Linked DNA regions of Sus scrofa: region 2 is linked to region 1. The links are chromatin contacts, called in public Hi-C maps. All regions are on one chromosome and are shown on one strand. The core of a region is the stretch at or near the end of the contact, and the rest is flanking DNA. Distances in the headings are between cores, read along the strand shown. Region 1 overlaps RBM28 (RNA-binding protein 28). Region 2 has its middle 57 kb from the start of MIR129B.

Region 1 (7,574 bases), core at 2,277-4,776:
TAGGGCTGTACCCGAGGCATACGGAAGTTCCCAGGCTAGGGGTCGAATTGGAGCTGCAGCTGCTGGCCTCTATCACAGCCACAGCAACGCCAGATCTGAGCTCCCTCTGCCATGTACCCATAGCTTATGGCAACTCTGGATCCTTAACTCACTGTGCAAGGCCAGGGGTCAAACCTGAGTCCTCAGGGATACTAGTTGGATTCATTACCACTGAGCCACAGCAGGAATTCCCAATGATAAAATTCCTAACCGTTCAGAGAGAAATACCTGTTTTCCTCATATTGGCCAAATAGACTAATCTGCCCCTTAGAAACATTTCCCCCCTTGTTTCTTTATTATTTGTTTTTTCCTATTGAGTATCTACTAATGCTGAATGTTAGGGTAGGTGCTGTGGATATAGACAGCCAAGAAACATGGCCCTTATTCCTGAGGCATTCAGGTATTTGGGGGAAGTTGCCACCTGAGCAGTACTGTAGTGGAGATGAGAGTGGAGGATTGGCAGATGGGGCACTTGGTTGTGCCTGGATAACCTCACTAGATGGTGACCTTGGGTTGGCCTGACACATGTCCTTCCAGTTAGTCTGTTGCCATTTGTTCTCAAAGATCAGTGCCTCAGTAGGTCTAGGAAATAGGGCATTGTTTTCATATATGAGGGAATATTTAAAGTTTAAAGGAATACTAACAAAATATTATGAAACCTAATATTTCTTTTTTTGGAGTTTACTGTAAGGTGTGAACTTTTTTTTCCCCTTTGCTTATAAAAGTTGGGGTTTTTTGGAGTTCCCCTTGTGGCTCAGTGGGTTATGAAACTGACTAGTATTCCATGAAGAAGCTGGTTCAATCCCTGTCCTTGCTCAGTGAGTTAAGGATCCAGCATTGCCTTGAGCTGTGGTGTAGGTCACCGATGCAGCTCTAATCCCACCTTGCTGTGGCTGTGGCTGTGGCTGGCAGCTACAGCTCTAATTCTCAACCCCTAGCCTGGGAAGTTCTGTATGCTGCAGGTGTGACCCTAAAATGCAAAAACAAAATAAAACAAAACAAAAACCAACCCCAAAAACCCTGTTTTTTGTTTTTTGTTTTTTTTTTGAGTCATTTTTGGGGGCATATCTGCAGTATGGAGATGTTCCCAGGCCAGGGTCTGAACCCTAGCTACAGCAGATTGCCAAATCCTTAACCTCTAGGCCATCAGGGAACTCTTATAAAAGCTGGTTTTTTTTTTATCAATAGCAGAAAATTAGGCTGGGTTGAATGGCCCTGCTTCTAACCAATGAAAGTTGTGCTTGTGGAAATTCTACAACGTGAGTCAAGAGTTGAGCTCATGGCTTTCTGGTCACTACTGTATTCATGAGATACAGGCCAGAGACTTTTACTCCAAGAGGCATCTCTGTCCTTATCTGATGCCTCCCCAGTGACTGTGATGACAGTGAGATCTGTAATTAATTTTAGGGTTAAGTGCTTGCGGCCTTGCTTTTTTAGTCCTCTAACAGGCATATAGTAAATGATGCTGAATTAAATGTTAGGCTGGAATTTCTCTAGTATTTCACGTGGATATTCCTTTTTTTAACACCCCCTTTTGGGCTACTCCACGGCATATAGAGTTCCTGGGCCAAGGGTCAAATCTGAGCCATAGTTGTGACCAATGCCACAGCTGCAGCAATGCTGAATCCTTTAAACCACTGTGCCAGAGCAGGGGTCAAAACTGTGTTCTGGTGCTGCAGAGATGCTGCCAATCTCGTTGCACCACAGTGGGAACTCCTCTTGTGGATATTTGTTATTAAAGAGTGAGATGGTGAGACTAAAGTTTTAAGGAGCATTGGAAAAAACGAAGGAATAATACTCTTTCATTGTGAGCAAGTGTGCTGTCTTACCTGCCTTTGAATTTACACTGCCTGACCCAGTGTGTATTAGTTAAATCTCATAGTAATTAACAAAAAGATGTTACTGTCCCATCCACATTGTGTCAGGGTGCCACTGGGCTTCCTGGTGGGCCATGGGAGTTTGGGATCTCACTTAGTTTTGTCTGTCTGTGCAGGTTGTGCATTTGCCCAATTTATGACTCAAGAAGCAGCTCAGAAGTGCCTTGAAGCTGCTTCTCCAGAGACTGAGGTAAGGAAGACATTTCCTTTACCCTGTAACTTAGGCAACTGTGGCTCCGGGGGAACATCTGAGGTTTACACAAAGCTTTTGTTACTATTGTCAATGATGTAATAATAATAAAGCTAACACTTTTTGAGCCCTTAGTGTGTTAGGCACTGATGTTTACACACATTACCTTGTTTAATCCTCACATTAGCCCCATGGGTGTATGTTGAGTACAATCACTGTCCCTGGTTTTTGGTAGGAAGCAGATATAATAATTATTTATGGATCACTCTGTGTATCTCAGTCTCTACCCTCGGCTGATGACATGAAAGACTGGGACAAGGAGGGGTTAAGTCCATCTGTGAAGTGGAGCAAATGTTTGAGAAAGTGTGTAAATGATGGAGAATTTTTCTGTCTATTCTTTAACCAGGTATAATTTAAGCTACCCTGTATTGCCATGGTCTCTTAAATTCTCCTGAGTAAACACTACCATTTCATTAGTTTTCTTTAGACTACCAAAAATTCGCCTGTTTATAGATCATTTCCCTCAATTTAGGCCTACTTTGTTCATTTTAAAATAAACGAACACGTGGCCTTCGCACAGCTGAACTCTATACCATTAGGCTCAGTGATCCCTTGCAGCCAGCTGGGCTAAAACATCTTGGGGTTTGGGTTCCACAGCATAATTGGGGTTTGCTGTTTTCCCTTTCCTTGGTGTTCCTTGTTACTCATTGTGGGTTTTAAGAGGAAGGTTGCAATCTTACAGGGTGGTGGGCTCAAACTGGATGGCCGTCAGCTCAAGGTTGACTTGGCAGTGACCCGTGATGAGGCTGCAAAGCTCCGGACAAAGAAGGTGAAGAAGCCGACGGGAACTCGGAACCTCTATCTGGCCCGAGAAGGCTGTGAGTAGTGGCAGGGAGACATGAACCAGGCTTCTGAGTAGCTGGCCCCTTGCTGTGACAGTGACCCCAGCAACAGTACGTTTGGGGCATGTTTCCAGCTAAAAATAAAAACCCTATGGCCTCTTTAACAGTGATATATTGTAATTCCACTTTAGCAGATGGGGCTTTCTCTTAGGAAGCCTTCACCCAGTTTGGGGATGGCCCAGTCCTGTTCTTCTTTCTGCCTGCTTGCCTTTGGACCTTTCCATCAGAGGATTAGCAGGGCAAAGAGGGAAGAAGAACTCAGATTACCTTTGCCTCTTGTCATCATTTCTGATAGCTTTTGTGAGGGAGTTGAAAATTAAGACTAAAATTACTCTTTTGGATTATTCATGGATTTTAATTATGCAATGAATACCTTTCCCTTCATGTCAGAAAGATAATCAGAAATTAGCTTTAAGAAAAGAGAAGAATTCCTTCCTCTTGGTCACACAGTAGTGCCATCTGCTGCACAGCTGCACAGCCTGGACTAGGAAGTGGGAGGCTGTTGGCCTTTGAGACTAGGCCCAGTGTTGCGATGTGGCCGTTTTCTAGGTTCGCTTATCTCACCACTGAGAATGGCTGCCAAATACATGAGCAGTGAAATTCCAAGGATGGCTTATAGGTAGAACATGTTTTGCATTCCAAATGCCTGAACTGCACTCATTTCCAGAACTTCCTCTAGTCCTTTCCGCCTAGGCATATTCATGAAATTTTTTGAGGGGAAGGAGAGGAAAGAGGAACAAAATCACAAAATGTTCAGAGTTTTAGTCCTTGAGAGCAACTCACAGACAAGAACTTAGCCCTGTAGCCTATTTCTGGCCCTACCCAGATGCCACTATGTCCTGGCCAGCATAGTCCTCTGGGCCCTGTACAAAGAGCTTGCATCATTCAAATCACATTCCTCTTATTGCTCAGTGAAAAGTCCCTTGCTGATGTCTTGGCCTTTTTCCCTCTTTCTGCAGTGATTCGTGCTGGGACGAAGGCTGCAGAGGGTGTGAGTGCTGCTGATATGGCCAAAAGAGAACGAGTGAGTAGATTAGGCACCAGCCTTTAGGTTCTGCGTGACTTCATATAAATCAATCAATGAGAATAACTGAATGTAGGAAGTGCTCATCAAAGAGCCAGGTATCGGTCAGAGGTGCTCCCTACACTATTGTTAGAAAATAAGCACCCAGCAGTTCCCGTCGTGGCGCAGCAGGAATGAATCCGACTAGGAACCATGAGGTTGCGGGTTCGATCCCTGCCCTTGCTCAGTGGGTTAAGGATCCGGTTGCCGTGAGCTGTGGTGTAGGTCACAGAGGTGGCTCAGATCCTGCGTTGCTGTGGCTCTGGCGTAGACCATCGGCTACAGCTCCAGTTAGACCCCTAGCCTGGGAACCTCCATATGCCACAGGTGCAGTCCTCAAAAAGACAAAAAAAGAAAAAAGAGATTAAGCACCCAGCTAAAACAGCAAGTAGCCTAGCATTGTACATAATATGGCAGCATTACATGTGATTATTTTCCTTACACTCAGTAGTAAATGTTTGCTAAATAGTCTGCTTCTAGATCATGGGAAACTTGAGCTGTATGTAATTAGGTATCAATATAAATGCAGAATAATATAAAGAATATCAGAATGGGCTAGAGTTAGGAAATGAGCTAATTCTGTGTAGATACGGGTCTTGAGAGAGTGAAGATGCCTGATTTTTTTGGGGGGGGCAGTGTGGTATCTCCAGATTATAAAATCATTTTAGGAAAACTATATTGTGGCATTTCCACTGATAACTGATACTATTGAGATCCTTTGCTGCTTGGTAATGTCTATTCCAGGAATTTTTACTTTTGCCTTTATAGCTTATATTTAAAAAGCTAAGCCAGTCTAGAGTGGTAAAGATTCATAGTCATTGACAGGATTAGCTATATAACCTGAAAGTGCAGAAGACGGTGGACAGAGATGAGACTATAGTGACAGCAAGGGCAGCATGTCTTTACTGGGTAGTTTCTAGATAGTGTTCTTGAATTTTTTTGGAGTGAGCATCTGGGAATATGATTTTGGGGGGCATTGTATCCCCTTTTCTGACCACAATGTGATGGTGACACATTTAATTTTCCCTTAAAATGGATTTTTCTAGCAAAAAACTCACTGTATACCTTTTAAATCCCAGTAGGCACAGCCTTTCCTGAGAGAAAAGTCACGCTGTTGAGTTTAGGGGTGATAGCCTCTTCATTTAGCCCTTTAAGAGCGTTCCTGCCGTGGCGAAGCACGTTAAGAATCTGACCGCAGCAACTTGAGTGGTTGCATCGGCATAGGTTCAGTCCCTGGCCCAGCTCAGTGGGTTAAAGGATCCGGCATTGCCACAGCTGTGGCGTACGTTGAGCTGTGGCTCAGATTCAGTCCCCGGCCCAGGAACTTCTGTACGCTGTGGGCTCGGCCTTTAAAAAAAAAAAAAAGTCCCGTAAAATACTTGTTTCCAGAGTGTTTATTTTTGTGATTTTTTTAGGACCTTCACCAAACATGAAGCAGCAGGAATAAGACTTGATAAGAGAAAAAATTTAAAACTTTTCTCTACTGATCTAATTTTAACAAACAAGTCAGGAGAAGAAAGTCATCCTTTCACTTTAGAGACAGATTGCCTGGGACTTGTGCTTTGTGTAGCATAGTTGAGCCTCTAACAAGCAGAATTTGTTGCTATGGCCATTGACTTTTTTTGCCTAAAGGTGGCAGAGTTGAGACAAGGCAACATTCTTTCAAGTATTTAAATAAATTCCATTTTCTTTTGGAAGGACTAAACAATTAGTTAAGAGTTGGTGGGTAGGTAAGGGCTTGACATAGATGTTAACCACAATATTTTTTGTTATTTGCTCTGGGCCAAGTTTGAAATTGGGATTTTGTGCATATTACCTCATTTTGGCCTCACTCAGAGATTGATACTATATTTTGATCTATAGTTCTGCTCTGCGGGTGAAGTTATTGAGGCTTAAATGGTTTCATGTGACTTCTCCAGTTAGGGTTGAATTTCTAATTCAGTCTGACTCCAGAGCCCATGGTCTATCTAATCACTTGCCCACCGTCTTGGCTCCATGAACCTTTCTTTCCCTGTACTGGGCATCAGAAAGCAGCAGAGGGGTTGATTTCCCTCCTTTCTCCTATATGTTATTGGATAGGTTATGATTCTTTGCTGTTGGAATTATGAGCTTTTATTTGTAAAGGGATTGGATTGTAATGTATTTAACAATTGATTGTTCTTTCAGTTTGAGCTGCTGAAGCATCAGAAACTCAAGGACCAGAATATCTTTGTCTCCCGGACCAGGCTGTGCCTGCATAATCTCCCAAAGGCCGTGGATGACAAGCAGCTCAGAAAGCTGCTGCTGAGTTCCACAAGAGGGGAGAAGGGAGTGCGCATCAAGGAGGTGAGAAATTTTTTAAAAATCATTATAAAATTTTGTTAAATTTTATAAAAATCATTATAAAATTTTTTAAAAAGAGAGAAAACTATGTCTCAATTACTATGCCTCGGAACTTCCGTTCTCATCCTGGGTCAGAGCAAGTGTAGTTCAGGCTATGCTGCTAGCAGATCAACAGATTTTCTTTTGGACACATTGTCAGCAGACAAGCTGAGTTCGCCAGTTTTCTTTTCTTTTTTTTTTTTGTCTTTGTTGTTGTTGTTGTTATTGTTGCTATTTCTTGGGCCACTCCCGCGGCATATGGAGGTTCCCAGGCTAGGGGTTGAATCGGAGCTGTAGCCACCGGCCTACGCCAGAGCCACAGCAACGCGGGATCCGAGCCGCGTCTGCAACCTACACCACAGCTCACGGCAACGCCGGATCGTTAACCCACTGAGCAAGGGCAGGGATCGAACCCGCAACCTCATGGTTCCTAGTCGGATTCGTTAACCACTGCGCCACGACGGGAACTCCCAGTTTTCTTTTTTATTTTTCTTTTGGCCACACCCATGGCATGCAGAAGTTCCCTGGCCAGGAACCAAACCCATGCCACAGCAGTTATTTGACCCATAGCAGTGACAATGCTAGATCCTTAACCCACCGAGCCACCAGGAAACTCTGTTCATGGTGTTTTGACTTAAAAAAAAAAATGTATTTCCGTATTTTAAGAACTACCTTTCACAGCTGATAAAATTGTAGCAGAATGTGGGGGAGTCTCTGCCGTCGTGAATTAATTTAGCAAGCATTTTTTGGGTACCTGCTGTGTTCTTAGCATACCAGGTACTGTAATGTTAATTTTCTTGCAGAGAAAATAATCTGTGTGCTTTGCTTTTTTTTTTTTTTTTTTTCTCTTTGCTTTCCAAAGCCACACAACCTACACCACAGCTCACAGCAACGCCAGATCCTTAACCCACTGAGCAAGGCCAGGGATCGAACCCACAACCTCATGGCCACTAGTCGGATTCATTTCCACTGTGCCACGACGGGAACTCCTGTGCTTTGCTCTTTAGAAGAGCATATCTCTACCATTTAGACTCTTCCCCAGTAGTAAGAGGGTTCAATGCCCTGCAGTGAGCACAGGGAGCCACCTGGGTCTTCAGTAGTTGTGTTGGACAAACTCTGGTTTCACACTAAGACTTTGTTGT
Region 2 (7,574 bases), core at 2,257-4,756, 160 kb after region 1:
ATGAAGAAAATTAACAGATAGGAAATAATTTGGTATATGTCTCACAAGAGTTCAAGAGGAGAAAGTAGAATAGAGGAGAACTGAAGAGATAATGGCTAAGAATTTTCTAAAACTGGCGAAAGACTTCCATCTTTCTGTTTCCTGAGCAGGGTGCATTAACAAGAAAAATGCACCCACGAGGTGGTAGACGGAATATCCACACATTCTTCAACACTTCACCCTGCAGAAGGGGAGACTTAATTCCCTCCCCTTGGAAATGTGGACTTACCTTTTGACTTCCACAGCACTTTGTTTCCATTTCTGTGTCCTCTGTTTGAAGACAGAGGAAAGATGGTGTGAAGGCGCAGCAAGAAAATGGCTGTCTGAACGCCAAGGAGCGAGGTCTCAGCAGAACCCAACCACGCTGGCACCTTGATCTTGGACTCCCAGCTTCCAGAACTGTCAGAAAACACATTGATGTTTTTTCTTACACTTAGTCTCCGGAATTTGTTACGGCAGCCTGAGCAGACTAACACAAGAACAATTACATTTCCTGTCTTTAAATAATTACATCTGCATTTTAAACAGGTATGTTTAATTATAAATCTTCCCAGCAATATCAAAAATTTATTTGAGGAAATTCATGTAGCAGAGAATTCAGAGTTCCCTGCTGGCCTAGCCATTCAGGATTTGGTGTCGTCACTGCTGTGGCTCTGGCCCAGGAATTTCTGCATGCTGCAGGTGTGGCAACAACAAACCAAAAAAACTTCGCATTTTTTGATGGCTAATTTTTTTTTCTCATTTCCAAGATGTCTATTTCTTGGTTCATTTTCCCCCATTATAATGTCTTGTTCTTTAAAAAAAATTTTTTTATTTAATACAAGTTATTCTTTCAGTCATCTCCTTGAGCCCCTTCAATGCATTTATTTTAAAATTTGTTCTGGGGAGTTCCCGTCATGGCGCAGTGGTTAACGAATCCGACTAAGAACCATGAGGTTGCAGGTTCGGTCCCTGCCCTTGCTCAGTGGGTTAAGGATCCAGCATTGCGTGAGCTGGAGACGCGGCTCGGATCCCGAGTTGCTGTGGCGTAGGCTGGCAGCTACAGCTCCGATTCGACCCCTAGCCTGGGAACCTCCATATGCCTCGAGAGCGGCCCAAAGAAAACAGCAAAAAGACAAAACAAATAAATAAATAAAATAAAATAAAATAAAATTTTTTCTGGGAGTTCCCTTTGTGGCTCAGCAGTTAAAGAACCTGACTAGGATCCATGAGGATGCGGGTTCAATCCCTGGCCTCACTCAGTGCGTTAAGGATCCAGCATTGCCATGAGTTGTGGTGTAGGTCGTAGATGCAGCTCAGGTCTGGCGTCGCTGTGGCTGTGGTATAGGCCAGCAGCTGCAGCTCCGATTCAACCCCTAGCCCGGGAACTTCCATATGCTGCAGGTGCGTCCCTAAAACAGCAAAAAAAAAAAAAAATCTATTTTTTCAAACTATTCTACAAATTAATGCCATCTGTGGTGACTTTGTCTTGATTTTGTTGTCTTTCTTAGCATTTAGAATTCCTCATATGTGTTATAATTTTCGTGAGAAGTTGCCATGGTTTGCTTATTCTCCCTTTCTCTCTTTGGCATTTTTTTATTGTTATAGTCTCTTCCTGACACCCCTGGAACCTCCAGCCCAGAACTAAATCTTCTGACAAGTCATTCCCCCTGCCTTTGTGGGGCTTAAATATCAACGGCGAAGAACAGACAATAAACAAATCTGTAATACGTCAGGTGCTACAAAAAAAATAAGGAGGATGGGGGGTTCCTCTGCAAATAATTGCAGAGGTGGGGTTTCATCTGAGCAGAGAGCATCACGTTCCTAGGAGGCAGGCTCGAGCCAGGCTGCAAGGGCGCTGGAAAGCAGCATCCATTCTGGGCCCGGCTCAGGGCTCACCCCACCCCATCCTGCAGCCTTCTCCCACTGCAGCTAAACCTCTGGCAATACCAATGTTTAGGCTTCAACCAAGAGCCAGGAGCACTTCAGAATGTGCAGGGAGCAGAGAACCAGGTCCTCCAAAGGATTCATGCTGAAGTGGAGAAAAGGGCCAGCAGTGGAGCCTGGGTAAGGTGAGGCAGGTTGCGAGGGAACAGCCCTCCTGGGTGTGGGTCCCCTCCTGGGATCATGTGCAAGTGCAGACCAGGAGCTGCCAGCAAGGCTGGGCACACAGAGGAGCTGCTGGACTGTAGGCTGTGCAGCTGGCTCGGGGCAGAGAGGGGGAGAAGCAAGGGGTCATTCTAGGACCTCAGCAGGGACACGGAGAGCCTCTGGGGGAGGGGACAGGGCAGGAGCTGTGAGAGGTCTTGCTCAGGTCAGCCTAGTCCCAGGTAGGACATATGCAGGTGGTCCCCAGTAAGCATATGCTGAACCTGGCACACTGGGTGCAGGGCACTGCTCCCCATGAGTAAAACGACCTCTGCCCCTGAAGGGCTTACACCCACTGGTGACAAGACAGTGACCTACCCTGCTACAAAGAAAAGGTACCATAGCAGCCCCAGCTGACGTGGGTGGAGATGTGCCAGTTTCTGCTCGAAGGTCCTAGAGCATCTCACGGCTACTCTTGCGGCAGGTCCCATTTCTCTGTGTAGCAACTTGCTCCAAATAACCCAGCCGTTAACAAGGATTTGAACCTGGCTCTGTAGGACTCCCCACCCTGCACTGTCATCGCAGCAGAAGAGGGGCCCTACCCCAGACTGGGCATCAGGGAGAGCTGGTTAAGGACTCTCCCGAAGCATAGCAGAAAATTGACAAAACCAGCTATAATGGAAAAAAAAATCATTTAAAAAAATTAAAAAAAAAAAAAAGGACTCTCCCGAAGAAGTGATGCCCAAGACCCCACAGAGGGATGAGCAGCCAGAAAAGGCCCACCCTGAGTAACGCAAGGTGTGTCCAGGGAAGGAGAGTCCCTGGAAGGCTTGAAAAACTGCCCCGCCCTGGCGCCAACTCACTTTGCCTCTGGCCCTGGCTTGCGGTCCTTCACCTGAAACACTGCCAGGAAGCCAGGGCATTCCGATATTCCGTAGGGTCTGGGTCCCTCCTAGTTGGCCTTTTAGCAGAAACAGGTAACACGGGGCTGGTGGGAAAGCTGCTCCCAGGCCCCACCCCCACCCCACCCCACCCCCCGCCATCCCCACTCCCACCCCGCCATCCCATCTCACTTCACCTCTTCAGTCATTTCTTCCCCAAATTGACTGCATAAGGCCGTCTAGGCTGGCACTGCCCCCTTGCAGCGGGCTTCTTTTAAGGCGGGAATGTCTGGGGACGGAGTAAGTAGGATAGAGCAAGTTAAAGCTCGCAATTCTCAGTGTAATTGGGTTTATGGCTCATTCACTCAACACAAACTTGTTAAGGGCCTGCTGTGCTCCCGAGGTAAAGCCCATCCTCCCGAGGCGCGTGGTTGGCACGGACTCACGGGGCCGGGCCGGACCGGAATAGGGTCGACTCTGCAGGCCTCTCGCCGCCTCCCCGCCCGCCGCTCACAGACACTGGGCTCGCGCGCCCCCTCGTGGATCCTCGGGGCCCTGCGCGGGGCCGCCGGGGCCCCAAAGACCTGGGACCTAGGGCAGCTCATTAGGGGCAGAGTGAGGCTCCGTCTAAGCCAGGGGAGGGCTGGGGGCGACAGCGTGGCCCAATCCGCCGGCCCCTTGGGTTCTCCAAGGTTCCTCCCTACGCTCCAAATGCCTTGTCGCCTCAGCCCACCCGGGAAAGCGGTGGCACACCCCATAGCTGCTATGAATGGACCCTCTTCCTCCTTCAAACTCAGCTTCCAGCCCACCCTCCTGGGCTCCAGTCGCTGCAGGCAGGGAGGTGGAAACAGAGGCCCTATGGTGCATGGCCCACCCAGACCCCTCATGCCAGAAGAGACATCTCACTGTCCACTCTTGACTTGAGGAGGTTCCAGAAGAAGCATGTGTCGCCTCTGAAGATGGGGGCTTTTGCAAACACGAGCCCCAAATGAGGCTCCTGCTTTGAGGGACCCACTTTCTCATCCATATTCTCTCTCATCTGCCTTTTAAGACTCACACTGAGGATAATCAGGGAAGCTGGCAAAGCTCTGGTTAGGAGGACCCCCTTGGTAGGCATTTCCCACCTCACCCCCAGCATCTGTTTGCTGCCACATTTACTTGAGGGCTGAGACACCTTCTAAAGCAAATTACCCTGACCTGTGTGCAATGGGGGCCGGGGACTACGAAGCACTGCCACCATCTACGGGCTCGGTGGAGGGGGTGCTGGATGAGATGCCATAAGCAGAGATCACCAGGGGGCCCTTACACAGGTCTCTCTAAGAGAGAAGGGGGTTTCACCCAGCCAGCCAGATCAGCCATGGCTGATAGCACCAGGAGGGAGCCATGTGGCAGCAGGTCCTAGAATTTACCTTGCTTTATCCGTCCTGGGAGGGTGACTGTACCCTGGAGAGGCCTGGGGCTTTGGGATGAATTGTTCACTGACTCTAACTCCTCAAAACCCAAGCCACCTTGACCTGACTCAATGTACCCCGGAAGGAGCCATCTCCTCTCACCCAGAGAGCCTCCCTGGGTCTCTGTAGGGTGGGAGTAGGGGGTCCCTAGCACCAGCTGCGGCAGCTCAGCCCAGAGGCTGCTCTGCACAGCGGTCAAGCCAGCAGCCACAGAACCCTGGTGCCACCAGCAGGGACAGTGGGGATGGGGCCGCTTGTCTGGCTGAGAGAGAAGCAGCAAAGGCAGCCGCCGGGGAGGGCTGCGGCTGGATTCAGAGCAAGGACAAGTGATGGTGAAGACTGATTTCGTAATCAGTTCAGGACACTCCTTGGTGCGTCCAGAAATGCCCAGAGAAGGGATCTTTGCAAATAATAAAAATTCCTGTGTGAACAGGTGGAAACAGCCAATCTTCCACTGATGAGGTGTATGAATAAATGATTATGTGAACACATTTTCGACTCACTTTAGTGATGTCTGGGTCCTTGAAGAGCCATACTTTTAAGAAGCAGGAAAAAAGGGTTTGTTTTTTGTTTTTTTTTTTTACCACTCCCTTACTAGTAAATCTGCTCCAGGGTCGACTGGGACCCTGAAAACCAGCAATCTTCACAAGATGTTGAGAGGGTCTGATAAATAGCACCTCTCTTCTTTGATTCCATCCTAAAGAAACTGAAAAATAAGACAGGAAAAAAAGATGAAGCAGTAAAATGTCACCTTTCTTGATAACCAACCCTAAATTGCAGGATTCGGCTCCATCTGAGAAGAAAAAGATGAACTGAAGCCCAAAGGGAGGCAGCCTCGCCTCCTTGCTCCTGGGCTGGGAAGAGCTCCCACCCAGGAGGAGAGGTAGGTAGAGGGATGTTGAAAAGTCAGCAGTTATAGCCCTGGAGCCTTCCTCCCACATCCGGGAGTGTGATGAGTGTGGTAATAAGGAGAGACTTCCCACTGCTTTATATGTTGGTTGGTCCTTTTTTGGAATTCAGAGTGTATTTTCTCCATGTGAACAGTTTTACATATGACCCTGAAAAGTCTGTAGGACTTATAAAGGAATAGACTTTCAGAACTAACTTAAGCTCTGGCCCAGGGGAGAGAAGCATTCAGAGGGAAGAGAGAGAGGCAGCCATGCCAGCATCCTTATTCACCCCAAATGCCCACCTGGGACCCTCTGTTCTCCAACACATTTCCTTCCCACTCCATCAATCCAACTCTTCTTCCTCAAGGCGGGAGACATTGATTTGAAGGTTCAACAAGTTCACATTAAACTGTAATAACTGACAACCCCTACTCTCTCTCTTTTTTTTTTTTTTTTTTTTTTTTTTTTTGCCTTTTTGTCTTTTTAGGGCTGCATCAGTGGCATATGGAGGCTCCCAGGCTAGGGATCTAATCAGAGCTGTAGCTGCCAGCCTACACCACAGCCCCAGCAATGCAGGATCTGAGCCATGTCTTCCACCTACACCACAGCTCACAGCCACACCGGATCCTTAATCCACTGAGCAAGGCCAGGGATCGAACCCGCAACCTGATAGTTCCTAGTCAGATTCGTTTCCACTGTGCCTCAACAGGAACTCCTACAAACCCTTCTTGTATAGTTAAATTTTTTTTCTAAGCAGACCAAATCTTTTAATGCAAATGAATTCCTAATAAAATTAGTAGGATTTCAAAAAGAATGAAAAAGTGAAGTGAAAATTCAAGCAGTAAAAAGAAAAGATCTTTGACAGTCTATGTGGAGGGAAAGCAGAAGCTGCCCGTAAGACTGAGTGTGAAATGGCTAAGGCTAGGGAAGTCTGGCATGGACTAATCACAGACCTGAATAAAGGGAAAGACATCCGTATCCATGGGTTGGAAGACTTAATATCAACTATTAAGATGACCATACTCCTCAAGTGGTCTTCAGATTTAATAAAATTGCTGTCAAAATCCCAATGGCCTTTTTCAGAAGAAATGGGAAAGTCAATCTTAAAATTCATCTAAGAGACTCCCCAAAAGCCAAACAATCTTGAACAAGAACAAAAATGTTGGAAGATTCAGACTTTTGGTCTCAAAACTTAGAACAAAGCTACAATAATCAAAACAGCTTGGTGTTGGCATAAAGATAGACATATAGACCAATGGAATAGAATTGGGAGTCCAGAAATAAATCCGTACGTCAATGGTCAATTGATTTTGACAAGAGTGCCAAGGCCATTCAATGGGAAGACAAGAACCATCTCTTCAGCAAATGGTGTTGGGAGAACTAAAAATCTACAAGCCAAAAAAAAAAATGTACCTTTATCTCATACCAGATACAAAAATTAACTGATAATGAGCAAAGAACTAAATGTTAAGAGGTGAAACTATAAAACCCTTGGAAGGAAACATAAAGGTAAATCTTCATGACTGAGTTTGGCAATGATTTCTTAGCTATGACACTAAAAATACAAGCAATTAACAACAAAGATAGATACAATGGCCTTCATCAAAATTAAAACTTTGGTGCATCAAAGGAAAAAGACTTGTAGAATGGAAGCAAATGTTTGCAAATCATTAGTCTGAAAAAGATCTAATACACAAAATGCATTAAAAACTCTTACTACCATTCAACAACAAAAAGGCAACCCAATATAACATGGGTAAAGGAGTCAGACAGACATTTCTGAAAAGAAGATATACAAATGGCCAACAAACACATAAAAAGAAGCTCAACATCCTTAGTCACTGGGGAAATAGAATCAAAACACGATGAGATACCACTTCACACCCACTAAGATGCCTATGATTAAAAAAGAAAAGAGGGAGTTCCCATCATGGTTCAGCCGTTAACAAACCCTGCTAGTATCCATGAGGATGCAGATTCAATCTCTGCTTCGATCAGTGGGTTAAGGATCTGGCATTGCCATGAGCTGTGGTATAGGTCACAGATGTGTCTCGGATCCTGCGTTGCTGTGGCTGTGGTGTAGGCCAGCAGCCGCAGCTCCAGTTCGACCCCTAGCCTGGGAACTTCCATATGCCACAGGTGTGGCCCGAAAAAGGCAAAATATTTTTTAAATGTTTTAAAATAATAAAAATAAAAAATAAAAGAACAGGTGTTGGTGAGGATGTGGAGAAATTGAAACATTTACA

The links. Hi-C and Micro-C count contacts between places; a contact is called where the count stands out from the background.
Region 2: a contact with region 1 is called in a Hi-C map of subcutaneous adipose tissue, with 3 times the contacts expected there. The contact joins two enhancer-like sites. A contact is called at or near these places in 1 of 5 promoter capture datasets (liver) and 18 of 47 Hi-C or Micro-C datasets (alveolar macrophages, embryonic fibroblasts, epiblast stem cells and 10 more).

Annotation. Positions count from the first base shown.
Region 1 is chr18:20,052,130-20,059,703 of Sscrofa11.1, forward strand. It overlaps RBM28 (RNA-binding protein 28), which reads left to right. Exons shown (of 19, transcript XM_021078708.1): 11 at 2,033-2,106; 12 at 2,849-2,984; 13 at 3,968-4,032; 14 at 6,238-6,396. Among named protein-coding and RNA genes, the nearest start is that of TRNAE-UUC, 11 kb to the left of the region's middle. Within about 2 kb of position 3,527, at least 11 of the 83 cell types and tissues checked have an H3K27ac peak or open chromatin away from gene starts, as enhancers often do. A contact at or near this core is called in retroperitoneal adipose tissue and subcutaneous adipose tissue, where this site is marked.
Region 2 is chr18:20,210,890-20,218,463 of Sscrofa11.1, forward strand. No RefSeq gene overlaps it. Among named protein-coding and RNA genes, the nearest start is that of MIR129B, 57 kb to the left of the region's middle. Within about 2 kb of position 3,507, at least 7 of the 83 cell types and tissues checked have an H3K27ac peak or open chromatin away from gene starts, as enhancers often do. A contact at or near this core is called in retroperitoneal adipose tissue and subcutaneous adipose tissue, where this site is marked.